6 separate regions of the Mus musculus genome follow, and regions 1, 2, 3, 4 and 5 are each linked to region 6. The links are chromatin contacts, called in public Hi-C and promoter capture Hi-C maps. All regions are on one chromosome and are shown on one strand. The core of a region is the stretch at or near the end of the contact, and the rest is flanking DNA. Distances in the headings are between cores, read along the strand shown. Region 1 holds the start of Kyat3 (kynurenine aminotransferase 3). Region 2 holds the start of 4930539J05Rik (RIKEN cDNA 4930539J05 gene). Region 3 holds the start of Pdlim5 (PDZ and LIM domain 5). Region 4 holds the start of Gtf2b (general transcription factor IIB). Region 5 holds the start of Gbp7 (guanylate binding protein 7). Region 6 holds the start of Eif4e (eukaryotic translation initiation factor 4E).

The links. Promoter capture Hi-C pulls out the DNA fragments that hold promoters and counts their contacts. Hi-C and Micro-C count contacts between places; a contact is called where the count stands out from the background.
Region 1: a contact with region 6 is called in a promoter capture Hi-C map of pre-B cells. The contact joins the promoter of Kyat3 here to the promoter of Eif4e in region 6. A contact is called at or near these places in 2 of 39 promoter capture datasets (liver and pre-B cells).
Region 2: a promoter capture Hi-C map of pre-B cells shows a contact between it and region 6. The contact joins the promoter of 4930539J05Rik here to the promoter of Eif4e in region 6. A contact is called at or near these places in 2 of 39 promoter capture datasets (cranial neural crest and pre-B cells) and 1 of 484 Hi-C or Micro-C datasets (CD4 T cells).
Region 3: a promoter capture Hi-C map of pre-B cells shows a contact between it and region 6. The contact joins the promoter of Pdlim5 here to the promoter of Eif4e in region 6. A contact is called at or near these places in 3 of 39 promoter capture datasets (the C10 cell line, cranial neural crest and pre-B cells).
Region 4: a contact with region 6 is called in a Hi-C map of CD4 T cells, with 4 times the contacts expected there. The contact joins the promoter of Gtf2b here to the promoter of Eif4e in region 6. A contact is called at or near these places in 1 of 39 promoter capture datasets (pre-B cells) and 1 of 484 Hi-C or Micro-C datasets (CD4 T cells).
Region 5: a contact with region 6 is called in a promoter capture Hi-C map of liver, with 2.4 times the contacts expected there. The contact joins the promoter of Gbp7 here to the promoter of Eif4e in region 6. A contact is called at or near these places in 2 of 39 promoter capture datasets (liver and pre-B cells).

The regions. Positions count from the first base shown.
Region 1 is chr3:142,699,639-142,702,498 of GRCm38.p6, forward strand. It overlaps Kyat3 (kynurenine aminotransferase 3), which reads left to right and starts at 1,410. Exons shown (of 14, transcript NM_001293560.1): 1 at 1,410-1,537.
Region 2 is chr3:135,436,999-135,440,029 of GRCm38.p6, forward strand. It overlaps 4930539J05Rik (RIKEN cDNA 4930539J05 gene), which reads right to left and starts at 1,667. Exons shown (of 3, transcript NR_030689.1): 1 at 1,423-1,667. Ube2d3 (ubiquitin-conjugating enzyme E2D 3) reads left to right here and starts at 2,128. Exons shown (of 7, transcript NM_001356597.1): 1 at 2,128-2,800. The coding sequence starts at 2,777.
Region 3 is chr3:142,394,105-142,397,142 of GRCm38.p6, forward strand. It overlaps Pdlim5 (PDZ and LIM domain 5), which reads right to left and starts at 1,592. Exons shown (of 13, transcript NM_019808.3): 1 at 1,482-1,592.
Region 4 is chr3:142,763,965-142,766,722 of GRCm38.p6, forward strand. It overlaps Gtf2b (general transcription factor IIB), which reads left to right and starts at 1,283. Exons shown (of 7, transcript NM_145546.1): 1 at 1,283-1,324. The coding sequence starts at 1,308.
Region 5 is chr3:142,529,043-142,531,742 of GRCm38.p6, forward strand. It overlaps Gbp7 (guanylate binding protein 7), which reads left to right and starts at 1,294. Exons shown (of 11, transcript NM_001083312.2): 1 at 1,294-1,397.
Region 6 is chr3:138,524,749-138,527,852 of GRCm38.p6, forward strand. It overlaps Eif4e (eukaryotic translation initiation factor 4E), which reads left to right and starts at 1,443. Exons shown (of 8, transcript NM_007917.4): 1 at 1,443-1,546; 2 at 2,520-2,566. The coding sequence starts at 2,549. It overlaps Mir1956 (microRNA 1956), which reads left to right and starts at 1,673; the gene lies at 1,673-1,737.

The sequences.
Region 1 (2,860 bases), core at 160-2,659, 4.2 Mb after region 6:
TCCACCATGTGGGCAGTGTAATTATATCAGAAACTAGGAACACAGTGGTCATGAAACATACCCTGTGTTTTGAAATAAGAAACTAGCAGCTTACTGTAATGGTTGTATGTGAAAAGGAGAAGAGAGAGAAAGGAAAGGGACACCGAGCAGCCACTTAGCCTCAAAAACCTTGAGAACGAACTGCGATGTTCCCCAATTCAACCTCAGCAATATCAACAGAACACCGACTGCAGATAAAGCCATTCCAGATCGTCATGAGTTTTAGGTCCAAAGGGGAAAACTCCAAGAATCCCGAATATGGACAGACCCGCTGACTGGGTTCAAAATGAAGGCTTGCCTCACCTCAAGCTCCACTGTAGAATTTCAGGGAGAGACAAAAGTTCACCCTCATCCTTAAGGACCTCTGAAACCTTCTGTCTGCCAGGAAAATCCACTTGCCTATTAAGATACAAAGTGCCTACCAAAGCCACAGAGCTCTCAAGCCCTCCTCCCCTTCTATTCTAAACTTCCAGGCTGTTCCAATTCACAGGACAAACACACACACACACACACACACACACACACACACACACACACACACCTGAAGCTGCAGCCACCGGTTTTTCTTTATAACTCGCAAGGTTTTTCCTGCTATTCCCTCTGCTCTGGAGAGACAGCCCTTGCCAGTCTGCCTCTCTGCTCTCTTCCCATAACTGCTTTGGACTTTCCCCAAATCCTCTAGTTATTCTCTCTCTCCTATATCTTAGGTAAACATCTTCTTCCCACCATGGGTCGGTCAGTTCAGCAGCCTGCCTGTGCCCTTGCTTACAATGAGCACCTTTAATGTTCGTAACAAAATACAGAAGCGCTTGGCTCACTGTGGCAAGGTCAGTGCATCCAACCAAATCCGCTTTTGTTCCTTCCTACAGGCGTGAGTACAGCGTTCAGCCGCTCTCGTGAACTACAACACCTCGACTCCTTTAAACGCAAGAGGAAGAAAATCTAACCCCCAAGCTGTGCTCTTAACAGCTTGTCCTCCCGCTTCAGTGTCACTTCCTCCGCCTTTTAGGTCCTGCATCACTTTACAGTTCCGAAGGAAAGATTCCCTCTCCCTCCTCTCTCCCCATCAGAGGGAACACATAGACAACTACACAGGCCGGCCTCTCAAGCATTTTCAAGTCTTTCTCCTAGAACCTGCTTCGAATCCACGCAGCGGAGATTTAAAAACAGTTCTGCTCCAAACAGTCGCACACTTCCACTTTTTCCTGGATACTCAGCCAAGGCCACGCCCTGTCCCCTAGCCTGGGAGCTTCTTGTGCACTCTCACAGGGCGCGCCACGATTGGAGAAATCCGTAACCAATCTGTAGCCTTAGCCCTGATACCGGAGCCAATCCCTGGTCAGAGCCACGAACCGCCTCCACCCCGCCTCCTCTACAATCAGGAGGGTTCCTGCTGCACTCTGCTTCTGGATCCCCGAGTGCATTCCGCCAGGAACCCCGGCGACACCTAGCGACCTCCGGACTAAGGCCAGGGACGCATTGGAACCAGGAGAACGATGTAAGCGGGCGGGACGTAGTGAGCGGTGACTCGGCCCGGGGCATACAGAGTTTGCGGAGCCGGGAGCCAAAGGGAGGTCGGCGGGCAGGAGAAGCGCCCGTACTAGGCACATGGTCGGACCACAGCGGAGACTGTGGGATTTATCTTGGGGTTGACAGGCTTTTCTTTGGAGAAAAGTCCACCCTTGTCCCTTTTACTCTTGATTGTGTAGTCTGGGTGTTTAGAACGCACCTTTGCAAGGGCAATACTGACTTCAGTTCATCCGTGAAAGATGTTTGTGTTTGTTTCTTGAGACAGTCTCTTCTTCTGGAAGTAGTTTTGTGGCAAAGGAACTTTTTAATCCTCCTATCTCCACTCCCACACACCCGACCCACACACCCAGTGCTAAGATTAGAGGTGTGCGCCACCGCTGCTGGTTTTATTCGGTGCCTAGGTTGGAACCCAGAGCTTCATCCCTACTAACTGAGCTACCTCCCTAGCCCAGATAAGGCGAAAGTTCAGGGTTGGAAAAGCAGTTAAACCAGAAGCTTGAGATTATCTTTTCGGAGCTTTGCAAAAGACAAAAGCAGTCTTAATTGGTGGTGTCTGAAGGTCAAGCATTCTTGTAGATCTGAGCCGCTCGCCCCTAAGCACCTCCATTCAGTGTTCCACCTATGGGCTGCTGGGTAGGTAGGTGGCACACGGGAAGCTTGCTCAGGGCTGCAGCCAGCCAGCCTGTAAATCTGTTCAACTTTTGCCTGTGTGCGGTACCCTAATTTCGGCATCAGGTGACCATACCGCTTCCCTTGTGAGAGAATCTCACTTTCACGCGGCCTTAAAGCCCGTTTTGAATGGTGCCTCTTAACTCTTATGCTGATAATGCCTCTTAACACTTATGCTGATAAACTTGACTGTGTTTTTTATTCATGCTTCACCTCTTCATATGGCCTTGAATGCCTCTGTACTTTGAAAGCTAGAACCCTGTTCACCTCGCTCTGTTGCAATTAGCGAACTTTATAAACACTCTAGAACCCGGCTAACAGGTATGGCATGTGGTGAAAATAAAGGGAGCAGTGTTATTTATCAAGAGGCTGTCTCTGATAAATCTTTCTTGAGCTTTTAGGTAACCTGAAGGTTCCTGACGTTTTCAGATTGCTAACACAACTATTCTTTATGTCTGTATACCTCCTATGGGTCAGATTTGTAACTTGGTAGTTTGAGTGGTAAATTCAGAGCACTAAACTTTAACCATGTTTAAACTGAGTTGTGAATGCTTTGCCTACCTTTGAGATTTGCGTTTTTCCTTCAACTTTTAACCTCTAGGTTGCCCACGGTCTTCCAGTT
Region 2 (3,031 bases), core at 417-2,916, 3.1 Mb before region 6:
GAAAGCCGTAAGCAAGAACTCAGATCTGGGGTTCTCCTCCCACCCCCATGCTTAGCTCTTTGCTTTGTGTCTACTGGTTAGCCAGGAGAGAACAATGGGCTGTTCAGGGAGGAGAAAGTCAGAGGTGTCCCGTAGGGCACGAGGTAAGTACTGAGGGTTTACTAACTCAGAAAATGGTTCTGATGAAGTAATCTCTATCACTTGGCTGCTTGTTGTAAGTATAATCTCGGGCCTACTAAATAAAATCAGCATTTTAAACAAGACTCCAGGTGGTTCCTATGGCGAGTAGCTGAGGCAGCTGCATTCCGTTAACTGCTCCAGTGATATTACCTATGGTATACACCGTCACTCTTCGGCTATACATTGACTTTTATCATTTTACTTGCGGAATATTGCCTGCAACAGGTTCTCAAAATTCAAATTATTTCCACGTAGTCCTGAAGGACCTCCACTTTAAGTAGGGTCGTTTAAGGATGCTAGAAAACCTAAACATATTGATCTTTTTGAATGTCTTTCAAAAGTTAAAGTCTTACTTTTTACCCAAAGAGTACTCTCGATGACAAACGGCCCTCTACATTTTATGCAGGGCAGACTAAAACAGGGCAGTGGCACACTTAACAGATCTCACCCCCAGGATTTAATCCAGACCGATTCCCTAGTATTTTGTCACTTTGGGGCTCAAAAACTGAAACAGCAGAAGGAAAAGACGATTCTAGGATATTCCTCTTGCGGTTCCATACCTAAGGCTCTACCCAATCCGATCACAATAAAGCTGTATTGTTAAGGCTATGCAAACGCAGAACCCTGCAGGCCGCTGCTCTCAGATTGGCCCCTCGGGGTTAACAACGCGCATGTGTCCGCACTTGGCGGTGCGATCAGCACTCAGCCTGGATCTTTTAATTTGCTGTTCCTAATTTGAGGGGAGCTTCTTCGCGCTGCTCAGCCCTCTCTGAGGAGCACGGGAAGAAATCTCCATCACCTGGGCCGGCAGAAGCCGTGAACCGGCTCCACCTTGACTAAGGCATCTAGTCACCCCGCGGCCCCGCCCACAGCACCTCCCCGATTGGACGCCCGGGGGAGGGCCGTGTCGGCGCGCGACGGCCGGCCGGTCGGGGGAATTCCATTTCCTCCCCCGCCCACTAGCATAAGCACTCAGGGGCGGTGCTTCCCTCGCAAGACCCGCCCAGTAAGAGCCCAGGGGGGGGGTTGCCGGCGCATCTCGCGATAACTTGCGGATTTGGGGGCGGGTCCCGAGCCAGGAAGAGAGCACAAAACTGCCCTTAAGTCATTGCAGACCCGGAGCTGCTGCGAGCCTGCCACGAGGTTCTCGCGAGATCCGCCACCTCCATCCCAAGTGAGGAAACGGGGGGCCACTCAGGGAGGGGCGTGGGGCCTCGACCGCGCAGCTGCCGCTTCCATTACCTTCCTCCTAAGGTCTCCTTCCGGTTCTCGATGCTTCTCTGAATTTAAGGGTTTCCGCCACTCGCCTACCCTCCCCCTCAGCCCATGACCCGCCTCCGTCCCCCGCCCTCCCGGCCCGACCTCCGATCGCTTTAGCGAGAAGGTGCTGTTCCGACAGGGAGACGGCAAGCGGGCGGCACGTCCACTCGGCCCGAGCGAGGGAAGCAAACCGCTCCCCCCTGAACCCCTCGGCTCGCCCCGCGCTCGCGACGGCGGCGTTGGCGGACGGATACGCGGCGGTGAATAGGCGGGGGGAGGGGCGGAGCGTGGCAGCTGGCAGTAGTTCCGTCAGAGCGGACATCTTGTGGCTGTGCCGTGCGCGTGAGCCCCGTAGGGCCGGGGAGGCACCAGCTGCCGCGCGGGGAGGAGGCCGAGGCCGCAGCTCGAGGGAGGCCCCGGCCCTCTGTACGCGTGGGTGTGGACAGCTCGGGAAAGGGGAGGGAGACGGGCCGGGGCCGGCGCGGTGCCCGGGGGGCTGTGGGCGGCCCGAGCGGGCAGCCCTCGCGGCTGGGTGGGGTAGGGTGGGGAGAGGCCGGCGGCGGAGCCGGGGCCCGGCCGCAGGGGGAGGGGGCATGGGCGCGTCCTCGCGCCGGAGCTCCGCGGCCGCCGGGCGCGTGGTGGCGAGGTGGCGGGCGAGCGAGCGGGCGGGCGCGCGCACGCAGGAGCGCGCTGCGAGGCGGAGAGTACGGTGGTGTCAGGGGCGACCCAGAACAGCCCTCGCCGTGGGGACGGGAGCGCACCCGGGGCCCATTGCCTTGTGCTGGCTCGCTGTCCCTTGGAGCCGAAACCGAAAGGAGCCCGGCGTCGGTCCGGAGCCGCCCGCTCCCCTCCCCCTTGCCTTTCTCTGCCCGAGTGACGCCGGCCTAGCGCCGACTAGGCCCCGGCTCCTCCTCTGCCCGGCTCTGGACCCTGCCCCGCACCCACCCCTTTCTCCTCCGCCTCTTCCTCTCCCACCCGGGGCTCGTCTTCCTTTCAAGAGGCCGGGAAGTTAAACTTGTAACCACCTCTCGGCGCTTCCCGTCACCCTCTCGCCCTCTCTGGGGCGAAGCGCGGATCTCGGTAGCTGGTGGCTCCGCCACCCCGCCCCGCCCTGCCGGGATCGCGGCGGTTTTCAGGGTTCTGGAGTCAGCAGGGTTTCTCCGAGGCCCTGGCGAGTCGCTGACCTGCTCCGTTTTTGCAAAAAGGCGCCTGTGTCTGGCAGAGCCGGTGTGAGAAGAAGAGACAACCCTTCCCCGCCGCCGGGATAATCAAGAATTTTGGCCGGACCTTTGAGTACACCTCGGGATAGTGAGGAGCCCGGCGAAAAGCACAGACTATGGCGCTGAAACGGATTAATAAGGTGAGCAGTTTGGACTAAATGGTGCGGACAGGGTTGTGGGAAGAAAGGAGGCTTGGGGCCCAGAGGAAAAAAAGCGTGGGTCTGGTGGTGGATACAATTCTGAAAATACCTTTTCTTGGGTTAAGGAAAGGCAGGTGCACTTTGAAATGAGCTGTAAGATAGGGAACTGAATGGTTTGGGTAAGCGAAATGTTAGCTTTTTTCACTAGAATCTGTAAGTATGGGTGAGGGA
Region 3 (3,038 bases), core at 342-2,841, 3.9 Mb after region 6:
AATCAGTAAACCCACTGACAGTCCACAGGCCACTCTCCTTTTTTAATCTTTAACTGTGCCAAGGGAAGAATGTGAAAGTTACGCTAACGGTACTCTGGCTCCATTTTTCCCTAGGAGAGAATGTATTGTACTTGTGTGTCATCCCACATCCATGTCACTTCCCTTTTCTTAGGGACTCCCTTCCTGATTTCTCCGATTTGTTATTAACATTTCTAGCACTAGCCAAGTCAGCCAAACCACAACACCGGTCTCTTCTCTAAATTCCCTTTCTGCTAGCTTCGCTTGGAATTCATTTGTCTGAAAATATTCTGATCCTTAAGCAACGGCAATATTTTTATTGGCTTTTTCCAAGTCTCCCCCATGTGGTTATTAGTGCCCAAATGCTAAAATACCAACCAAGCAGGCAGGAAATAACAGCTTATTCTGCTTTCAAACATGTAAAAACGTTGGAATTTCTGTAGAGCTTTGGATTTTCTTTTAGGGACAGCATAAATAATACCTTCCATCTACTGCTAGTGAGGGAGGCTAAAAGTGGTTTCCCACACTTGTGTGCGAGTTTCCTTGGTGTGCGTAACCGGGAGAGACCTACAAGTGAGGAGCCCTTCAATTAAGACAACCTAGAGATTCTTTCTCCCCTTCCTGAGATAGAATGGTGGGAGGACTAAAGCACTAAGGCTGAGGGATGAGACGTTTCCCAGCTTGGGTTCACGCCTAGCCCTGTTGGCCAAATAAGGTTCCCCAGCTAGCAGTTTCCGTAGCAGGCGGGTTCAGACGTCCTCGGGTCAAGAAGGCGGACCTGGGATAGGATCTGGCGATCACACCCTAGACCTGCCCAGCCCAGTCACGAATTTTCTTTCCAAGTTCTGCCCAGTCCATACGCCCTTCCTCTTTCCACTCATTGTCAAACGGGGCTGAAGCTCAGTCTGACCCAAGCCCCAAGTATACACCAGTTTCATAAAAACTGGCGACCGCGACTGATCTAAGTGGGCTTTCCTTCTGGACGCACCGACGTGTAACCCTCACAGGTTACACAACTGCACATATTTCAGGGAGGGGGAAATACACGCTTCTCCGTAGCCTGGGAGCCAGCAAACAAAACTGCGCCGCTTTCCCGTGCAGGCGCACACTCTCGGCTCGCCGGAGCTTCCCTGGGGGCTGGCGCGCCCCAGGCCGAGGTGCTGCCCTTCGCCGCCTGCCCTCCGGCTCGGCGGGCGCCCCCTGGTGCGCCCGGCTCTCCGGAGCGCCGGTCCCCGAGAGCCCCGGCTCCGGGCGCTCAGTCCCGCCGCGCGCCGCCCTGCCCCGGGCGCTTCTCACACCTCGGCGCGCACCGGGAGCACCTGAGGAGCAGCGGCTCCCGGGGACACGCTCGCCCCGTCCTCCTCTCGTCCCGCGCCCCTCCACGCGCCGCACCCCGTCACCCGCTTCTCCTCCTGTTCCCTCGCGGACCAGGACGTGCTCCTCCGCCTCCCGCGGCCACTCACCTCCTGACCGGCGCGGCGCACCCTCCGCCTCAGACCAGCGCTGACAAGTGGCTCGCGGTGCCTGCGCCGTCCCTCTCAAGCCGGTGGGGAACTTCCGCCTCCGCGCTCGCCCCGCCTCGCCCCAAGGCTGGCCACGCCCCTCCCCTAATGGTCACGCCCCCATGGTCCGGGCTGGGCGGGGCCACGTCGCTCAGGGCTTAGAAGGCAGTGGAGTCTCCCTGTTGTGCTCTGTGACTTGCTGGGACCGGCTGCCGCCGCCACAAAAAACAATTGCCCCTGTGGAGTTTCGGTGGGCGTAGTCTCCGGGGTGTAGTCTTGGACTGGTACCTGGCAAAGATCTAGCCTTCCGCTTCTCTGTTTTGTATTTCGGCGTTTTTCACTCTGCAGAAACTTGAATTGACCCGCAGTTGGTCTGGCTGAAAATAGAAAAGGGCTTTAGCTAAATCTCTGCCGGTGCAAGTTCAGCGACTACCGCCTGCTTTTGTGAAAGACCTCTGTATACTCTCGAGAAGTGCAAACTCTGAAGTTTGCTTGTCAGGAAGGTGAAAATCGCTAACCCTAATATGCAGAAGTTAAATCTGTCGTCAAGCTAAAGGACAGCCATACAAAGCAGTGGCCAAAAGTGATTCAGCCACTGTATCCTCAGCTTATTTTTCTAATTCCAAATTAACAGCACATTTACCTACTTCTGTAAAGTTGTTTGGTTTTGCCCAGAGAATTTATTCACAAGCAAACGTTAGTAATGTTTAACGAATACTCGAAAAGAAACTTTTAAAATATTAAAAGCACAAGTGTTAACCAAGTGGTGTATCAAACAAAAATAAACCTCAACCGAAGTCCCTGAGTCTGGAGTCTGCTCTAGAGGTACAAGCAAACTCCTAAAGTAGGTTCAAAGTTGTTCAAATAGTAGCCACTGGCCACATATGTCTATTTAACTCATTGTAAAAATGTTTTATATCATTGTTATGAATCTAAATTTATACATGAGTAGGATAGGATTTCCATTAAATAGAAGCTTCAGTAGGACTACATTTCACTGTACAGTTGGATGTTTAGTGGCCAAGTTGACATATATGGACCAGGTTTTTAAAATGTTATAAATTTAAAAAATAGGTATGTTGATTATATGTTGATATTATCTGCCTATTTAAAACATTATTACAACTTATTTTCATTTTTTAATGTATATACTAGAAAGTTTAACATGGATGTGACTTGCATATTTTGTTGGCCAGTTGTTGATTGTATTACATTCTAAAAGGAAAACTAGTTTGCAGGGAAGAATTTTTCTAATGTGGGATTTGTCTAGTGTGTTTTAGGGTTCTGTTTCATAGATCATTCCAAAGTAAATGGTTAAGAATGGTTACATGTAAACAGATATCCCCTGCAAAGCAAAGAGTCAGCCTTACAGTTGCCTTCATAGGATGAATACCAGCCTTAGTCACAATGTTTACAAATGAAAGTTGCAACAGATTCTATAACACATGATAGACAGTTCCACTTGTGACAAGTCACTTGCCTGTGTTACCTTATAACGTTCTTCTCTTCACCCCCTCA
Region 4 (2,758 bases), core at 33-2,532, 4.2 Mb after region 6:
TGAGTCCCTAACAAAACCAGAAATTCCCACTTCAACAAATGTCTGCTTAATGGCATTTGATTTCCATTAACAAATAAAATGCTTACTGAGTTTTCATCTCAGTGGAAGACACCCAACTTGCAGTTACCTTAATTCAGACTTTGTTGGGAATGGTTTATTTACAAGAAAGTAGCACTGTTGCCTTAAGGTAAGAGGACGGGAGCTGAGACAAGGTCTTGTTCTGCAGGTCAGGCTGGCTTGGGATTCATGACCTCCCACCTCTGCACCCTAACTTCTAGAATTACAAGGGTGACCCCCAAGACCTGCCTTGTGAGGCCCTTGTATAGACGTTAGCTGTTTTATTACATTTCCTATACTCGGTTTTCAGTCAAATATTCGATGATGATTGGGGAACAACAACAACATGGGTCATAGCAGGGCTGTCTCTTGCAATTCTAGAAGGGTTTGTGAGCCAGATACCCTCCATGCCTACACTGTTGAGATAAAGGACATGTAGGAACTTTGAATCATGTTGGCCAATGACAGAGCTTGAATTGATACCTACTCCTGAAGACAACAACTAATTTCTCTTTTTATTCCAAATTCTTTAGTCAGGGCAAATGAGACATTCAATCAGATAGGGAAAACTGACTTGAAAATAAAGGAAAGGAATTTGGTGCGAGCGCTTTGCCCCTTTCAACCAACCTGGTTTCCTTGTGTGTTGGTTATTTTGTGTGTTTGTTTATTTAAAGGTGTTTTTTGTTTGAGACGAGGTCTAACTCCAGATCCTCCTACCTTCTTGGTGCAGGAATACTTGAGAGTATCACCCGAGGAGGCAACTCCCATTTTAATTTCCTCTGTTTGAGAGCTAGCTCAGGCGCAGCACATTCTGAGTCTTCTTGGGTTGATTTTTTGTTTTGATTTGTTTGAGACTGTGTGTGTCTGTGTCTGTCTGTCTGTCTGTCTCTCTCTCTTTATCTCTCTCTCCCTCCTCCTGGCTGTTCTGGAGCACCCTGTGTGGATCAGGTTCCTCTAAACTCACAGAGATCCTCCAGCCTCTGCCTCCGGAGATCAAAGGGGTGTGCTATCCCGCCAGGCTTTGAAGATTTTGCCAATCAACCAGCAGCCGGGAGCCACGCAGCAGCAGCGGAGACAACCAGGAAGTACACAGCCCGCGTCGTCAAGGACCGAGCGCTTTTTAGCCCTCCTCCCGACCCGTAGCCGCGCGGAGTGCGCGCGAGCGACTCGCGCATAAAAGCCCGGCTCGGGGCGTCTAGGAGCCAGTGCTGCTTCCTGCTTCGGACGGAGCTGTTGGCGGAGCCGCGAAGATGGCGTCGACCAGCCGGTGAGTGCAACGGCCTCGGAGCGAGTGGAGCAGGGCATCGCGGGGCCCAGGTTCCTCCAGAAGGCCGCCGCGGGTGTCCCTTACCCACCTGAGTCATCGCCGCCCGGGTTTGACCCTGCGGATCCGCACGGCCCCGGCCTCCGTCTCCGGACCCTTCAACCGTCTTTGTGTCATGTTGATGTTTTCTGTGTATTTTCTCCCTTACGGCCCATCCAGCCGGAGGGGGCTGAAACCCCGTTTCCGAAGAGCTGGAAAAGCGACGTTCCAGGTCCCTATCGATCTGACAACCGCAAAGTTGAGAAACGTCAGCATTGGTTGTCTGGTGGCAAAGGGTCGCTAGCCCAATGGCCCCCCCAGAAGTGGAAACGAAAGCACATACGGAGACTTGATTCATTCTCCTAAAAGACCCCCTGTCCCCACCCCGAAAAGTATCATTGCGTACTCTGAAGGAGATGCTGTCTGCAGAAAATTAATTACATATGCTGGAAGTCATTTTAAATGTATTTTTAAAACGTAGTTTGCTTAATATCTACAGGAAATGCGTGTTGTGACCGCAGAGACAGCCTTTAATCTTGTGACCTCCAAAATGCTTTGCAGACCCTAATTATATCTCTTGTAACCACTATGAGGTAGATATTAGTATACTGGCATATGTGTAAACTGAGTCATGCCAGCGTGTTGACCTTTCGCGGGCCACTATACCTATTCTGATTATCCGTCCACTGGTCTCCAGTTAACACAGAATGTACAGAAAGTATCAAATTAAGTTCTGTTCTTTTGGCACTTTTTTTTTTTTTTCGGAGGTGGTTACTATGTGTGGAATTGGTAAACGTCACCGGGGGAAGCCATTATTTACAGAAACTTGGCCTTTCTGGGAACCTCCAAGTCTGCTGTTTATTATAAAAAGTGGGAGGTGGGCATAGGAAGCCTCGTGAACTTCTTGCGTGGAAGCAATGGGCAATCTTGTTTACTGATTTTATGATTTAATTAGATTAATTATGATTTAATCATTCCATCTGGGTGTGGTTTTGTCACGTAAGGCTTCCTTGTAGCGACATAGGAACCTTCAGCTTCCCCAAATACTATTGAAATTTCCCATGGGTGATGTGTTCATATGTAGGCACAGCTTACCATCTTAGGGAAAAGGAACTCCTGTATTCTTGAAACACAAGTTGTAGTGTTTAAATAGTACACATAGTAAAATCACTGGTTACAGTTTTTAAACTTTTCTTCACTTAAAAAAATCCCTTGAAATTAATTTCTTTTCTGGACAGCTAGTGTTTGATTTTGAGTTAGTGGTCTCGAATCTTCTGTCTCCACCTTGAAAACTGTGGGGTTGTAGATCTGCCCGGCCCTCATCCAGCTCTTAAGTCTGTGTCATTCCTGTTGCTATCAAGTTTTGCCAGCAGTGTGAATAGAGAGAAGTTGCCTGAG
Region 5 (2,700 bases), core at 44-2,543, 4.0 Mb after region 6:
CCAAAAAGGCCACACCTACTTGAACAGGGCCACACCTTCTAATAGTGCCACTTTCTAGGCTGAGCATATACAAATCCTCACAGCAGGTCCATCTGAAATAGATCCATTATGTCTTTTAAAAAGCAACATAAAAGAGAGGGTTGTGAAAGCTTTAACACTTAAGTGTCTGCCCCGTGCCCTGACTCCAGACATGCCTAGTTCATCCAGCGTTACTGCAATGAAGTGCATTCGTGTCCTAGCCTTGAGTCTGACAACTGCTATTCCACAGAGTTCACACTTAACTTTGTTCTATGGGAGAAATTTACCTCAGTCAAACTAACAGATGGGAATCAAATTGATGTTCCCACCTGAAGGATAACCTGAGGACACACTACATGATGGTTCTCAGGCCTGACCAAGCCCCACCTCCTCCCTAGCTCAGAAAGATGATTCCGAGGGGCCTGTAAGAAAGCATCAGACATGGATACTTCACTAGTCTGGTCTGTATGTAGATGTTCCTTAACACAACACGAGGTTACATTCCAATCACAGAATCACCCTGACATGAATATTTGTGAATTTAAAATGCACCAAGACATTTAACCAAACAAAGATGACAGCTTAGTCTGTTGTATGTTACCAGACATCTGGACAGTCACTTAAGACAAAGCTTTTTTTCTTTCTTTCCCAAAACACCTGTTGTAATTCATTTCGGTTTTGCCAAAAAAAAAAAAAAAAACAAAAAAAAAAAAAACCTCCATATAGTAGAAGGCATAGCAAGCTAACCCGTAGGGGACATGAAAAAGGGAGAAGCCAGACTTTCATATGTGCTGCTGCACAGCAAGATAAATGATGGTGACTGTGGCATACATCTCAAAAAAGAAGTGTTAACAGTTTGAAGAGATAGCTATGTTAACCCAGTCTGCATCATATATCACATGAGGTATCCAATGCACAGAAACAACCCATTACCTTTTTAATATGTACAGTATTACTATCATGCACGAGTTGCGCGTTTTTTAAGGTAAAAACGTCTCGTTGGTGTCAACCTCTTGGAATAAGCCAGTGGCAGGAGCTGGCACATTTCTGTTGCAGCATTCTGTATTTCCCAATAGAAGTCAGTATTTAGAGAATCAGCGACTTGTTTTCATCCGCCGCCCATCTGGCAGGGAAGACTATGGACTTGTTCCCCACAGATTCCGTTTTCTTTCCAGGAAAAGCAGAAGCTTCTCAGAAAGTCAGCACAAGCCTGTGTGTGCAGTTTCAGTTTCAGTTCTCCATCCCCACAACTAAGTGCAGGCAATATCCGGTTTCACTCTGGAGTTTAAGAATAGAGAGCTTTCAGGAGGAATCGGGGCGGGCGCAGCAGCAAGCCTAAAGGTGCTGAATCCAGGTAGCAGAGAATCCGGTGCAGGCTGGTGAGTTCCCTGAGACTCCATACCCAATGTACACATCTCCTAAGGAGCTTCAGGGAGGTCCCGAGGTCCCAGGCCATAAACTCCACATTTGGTGCAAGATGACACCGGAGGGTGGACGACCGCGATCAGAGACGGCTTGGTGGCCTCAGGGTGGGTGGACAGCGTTGCTCAGTGTGGGAAGTGCGACCACTCTCGAGCAGCCACCACAGCCAGGCATGGTGGGGGATGGGGTGGGGTGGTGAGCGGTTCCTACGGGAATATCAGCCCAGGGCTACCCACTCCCGCAGGCTACCCATTCCCCTGCATTGTTTCCAAGTAAGAGGGCATAACCCCAGAATCCTCATCTACCATAGTCCTCAGGTACTCCCGCCGCTGTGAGCTCAGCTCGGCTTGAAGAAACAGAAAACATAGCCTTCCCTTGTTGAGTCAGACAGAATTTCCAATTGCGCCCGCCCCGTGCACCGCTGTGCTACCAGTGCACTCTCGCGCTCTGCAATGGGGTACTCAGTCAAAAGTTAGAAACAGCAGGAAAGCCTGAACCCCTTCATGTATTGTGAACTGTTTCAAAGTCGTCCATCTAAGGTTTCAGACCAGTTTTGGAGCTTGTGAAAAATCTCCGGAGGAGGCAGTTTTTTACTGTCTTCCCTGTGGCTCGAGCCACCTTTGGAGACCATGGATAATTTACATGACCAATCGCAGCTATGTAGTTCTACTTATTTACTGTGAATTTTAAGCTTCTTAGTTGGGACAGTAACCCAGACCTGCACGAGAGCAGAGAGAAGAGAAATAACATGCCTATCAATATTTTCCTAATATAGATAGAACTGGTCATTAAGGTACTGTTGTCTTTCACAGAATTAAGGTGAGCTTACGTTTCCCATTCGACACCTACTCTAAATTGATGCTAAGTAAAGAAACACCTACAGTTTTTAAGATGCCACCAGAGGACAAACAGCACCCAGAGTGCCCCTTATACATTATATCATGACATGCCACTAATCAATTGAGAGTTGGTATTTCCCAATTAGGATATTTATCAGTGTAGAAAAGGTGAATTGCGGAAGTTGGTTCTATCAGGGAAGTTTTGGTAATAGGATCTGGTGTTTATTCCCTGATCCACTGGGCAGTTTATAGTCTTCCTGAGCATTCATTTAGCATGTGTGCATGACCTCCAAGACAAGTGAAAAGGAGGCACAATAGCCTTCAATACTTATGGTTGTTTTAAGAGAGAATGCACCATCAGAGATTTGCCCACAGAAGTATTTATTCACGAGGATGTATTTTCAGGGAAATTAGCCACTGG
Region 6 (3,104 bases), core at 193-2,692:
GTTTGTTTTTTTTCTGAGACAGGGTTTCTCTGTGTAGCCCTGGCTGTCCTGGAACTCACTCTGTAGACCAGGCTGGCCTCAAACTCAGAAATCCACCTGCCTCTGCCTCCTGAGTGCTGGGATTAAAGGTGTGTGCCACCACGCCCGGCTGGATCCTGAATCTTAAGCAAGCTAGGCAAACATTCTACCCCTGAGTTATACCTGTAGCCCAAAATATGAGTCTTCACTGACAACAGAGGAAGAAGGTTAAAAAAAAAAAAACAATCAAATGTCATTTTAAACAAAAACTTTATATTGGTGGTTTTCAGGCTTGTCAGGATACTTTCTTGCCAATGGATTGGTTTGTGCTGTAACCAACCCTGAAGCTCAAAACAGGATATTTAGGTTGTCTTTTTCCTTTCTTTGGATAGAGATTCTCCTGTTTCTTTGGGTGGCCTAGAACTTGCCATGTCACTGAATTTAAAGTCCTGATCCTCCAGCATGCTGGGTTTATGTGGTGTTGGGGGGAATCTAGGCTGGATGAACACTCTATCAACTGAGCTACAACTCAGCACCCTAATGCTGTCTTCTCATAGAAATTAACCAGACATCACTTTACAGACAACAGAAAATAAGGGGTCAATTATAATTACTTTGGTTAGTGTTAACAGATTTGTACATAGAAATTCACCTATGTGTTTAGTTCATAGAGCTATGTCTACTTGAGAATCTACTCACGCCAACTTAAACAGAAGCTTTCGTTTAAAATCACTTCTGCCATCCTGGTAAACAAAAACACGAGCAGGCACTGGCTTTGAGTTCTTACACAGCCTCAATTATGTGTTAGTCAACCCAAGCATCCATTATGTACTCAATAATAGCTATGACACAGCTCTGGACAACAGCAATGCCATGGAGAGGCAGACACGAGATAGCCTGCTTACACTGCTTTTCCTGGCGGTAACATTTTTAAGCTGCGTGGAAGCCATGAGATCCTGGCTCCCTCATTAGGAACTTTACCCAACAGTGCTTTGACGGCCTGGTAACTTAGAAGAAAATGTAGCATGCCAGTTCTGTTTGTTAGTTGTTATGAACATAAGTTCATGAACACGAAGTTTCTGTTGAGAGCAGCTACATTCCCTTTAAAACTGCATCGGTGTACGCAACAAAGTAAAGAAAAGAAAATTTTAAGACACTGTTAAGGCTTGGGGATATAGCTCAGTTGGTAGAGTGCTTGCCTAGCGCTCAGGAAGCCCTGAGTTCCATCCCTATCTCAGCAAAAAAGTGCTCTCCCAACCCACCCCCACGCCCAGCACGCGCCAGTAATCCCGATACTTTGTGGGGGGGAGGTGGAAGCAGGAGGATCGACAGTTCAAGGCCATCCTCCCCTATACCTCAAGTTCAAGGCCATCCTGCGCTTCAAAAGACCCAGGGTCAAGAAGCAAGATTGCTAAAACAGCAGCGGAGGCGGAGGGAGCTGGTCCTTAAGGAAGGCACGCGCTTGCTTCTAGATTCCGAAGCGTTTTCAAAGCTGGTTACAGTCCTTACCACAGCACACCCTTGTGAGGTAAGTGTATTATCATCTTTGGTTCATAAATGAAAAAGTTGAGGCACTGAGCGTATTAAGTCACTCGCCTAAGGAGTATGAGTCAACGTCAAGAGTCATAGTTGACCCGGTTTAACGACTCCTGACCTTCAGTCCAGGGCTGAGTCAGCGGAGCCCCGAGTGGCTTCCCTGGCTGGCACCTGGACGTAGGCTATTTCCGTCCACGTCCAAGCAGAATACTGGAACCGATTGGACAGAACTTCCAAACTTTCACGTCCAGCAAGATTCACCCCTGACGCCTTCATCTCAGGACTGGGAACAGGAAAAGCCGACGCGTGCACTCCCCTTCCCCAAACGAGTGAGAGGGTACCGTGGGGCAAGCCCGCCCACCCGCTTGGGCAGCGATGGTAGCAAGGGACCACCCGCGTTAGTGGACCGGGGACTGGGGAGACGCAGACCACATCAACGACTCTCCATCGCCGCCTCTTTCAGAAACCAAGAGAAAATGGTGGGAGGCGAAAAGAAAAACTAAATAAAAAGCAACTTGTCTTAGGACCTCAGCTAAGCAAATGAAGCCTTCTTGCGTGTGCTGAGCCTGCAGTTCTCAACCTTCTAGGAAAGATGGGAGGACTGGGCGACAGAAGGCACAGCAGGAATGCCCCGCAGTGAGTGCAACCGGAGCTCTGCCCGCTGCCCAGCAGAGGCCTAAATCCAACTCGGCAGGAAGCGCCCGCGGCGCCGGGAGCCACGCACCCTCGCCAGCGACCACGTGATCACTTTTTTTTTTTTTGGAAGAAAAAAAAAAACTTCTTGCCTTAAGAAAAAAAAAAAAAAAAAAAAAAAAAAAGACTCCACTTCCCAGAAGCCTCTCCTTCCCCAAGCAGCTGCAGTCTTGCGCAGGCGCCGCTAGGGCCAAACGGACACGTCCGTCACGTGGGCAGGAGCCGGCCAATCCGGTTTGAATCTCATTTTTTTCCTCTCGCCCCCCCTTCAGGAGCGGTTGTGCGATCAGATCGATCTAAGATGGCGACTGTGGAACCGGTGAGTATTGCCTTCGGCCCCCACCCCCGAGCTCCCCGCGCTCCGGCTTCCTCCGCTCAGGGACTCCCGCAGGACGGCGTTACCGGCGCGCACGGCGCCTCCCGCCGCGTCCGGTCCCTGCCCGCCCCCGGCCTGACCTTCGGCGGGCAGCCTCGGCGCCGGGAGGCTGGCGGCGGCAGCGTGGAGCGCACACGCCGTGTGGGGGCCCGGGCACCGGGGCGGTGGGGGGAGGGGCGCCGCGCGGGGCCGCGATGCGGCGGGCGGAGGGCGGCTCGGGACACGGGCGCGGGGATCGGCGTGGGGTCCCGGGGTCTCGGGGGGGCGTGGGGCGGGCGGCTCCTAGCGGGCACCGTGGCTGGTGGGCGGCGAGCCGGCCCGAGAGAGCCGGAGAGGGAGCCCGAGGCAGCGGCGCCTCGCCGTCGCCGGCGACCCGCCGCCGGGGGTCCTCGTGCGGGCCGCGCTCTGGAGCTGCGGAGGAGGGTGGGCTGGCGGAGCCCACCGGTGGGCGCGCGGGAGCTGGGCGGGCGCGTCCCGCGGG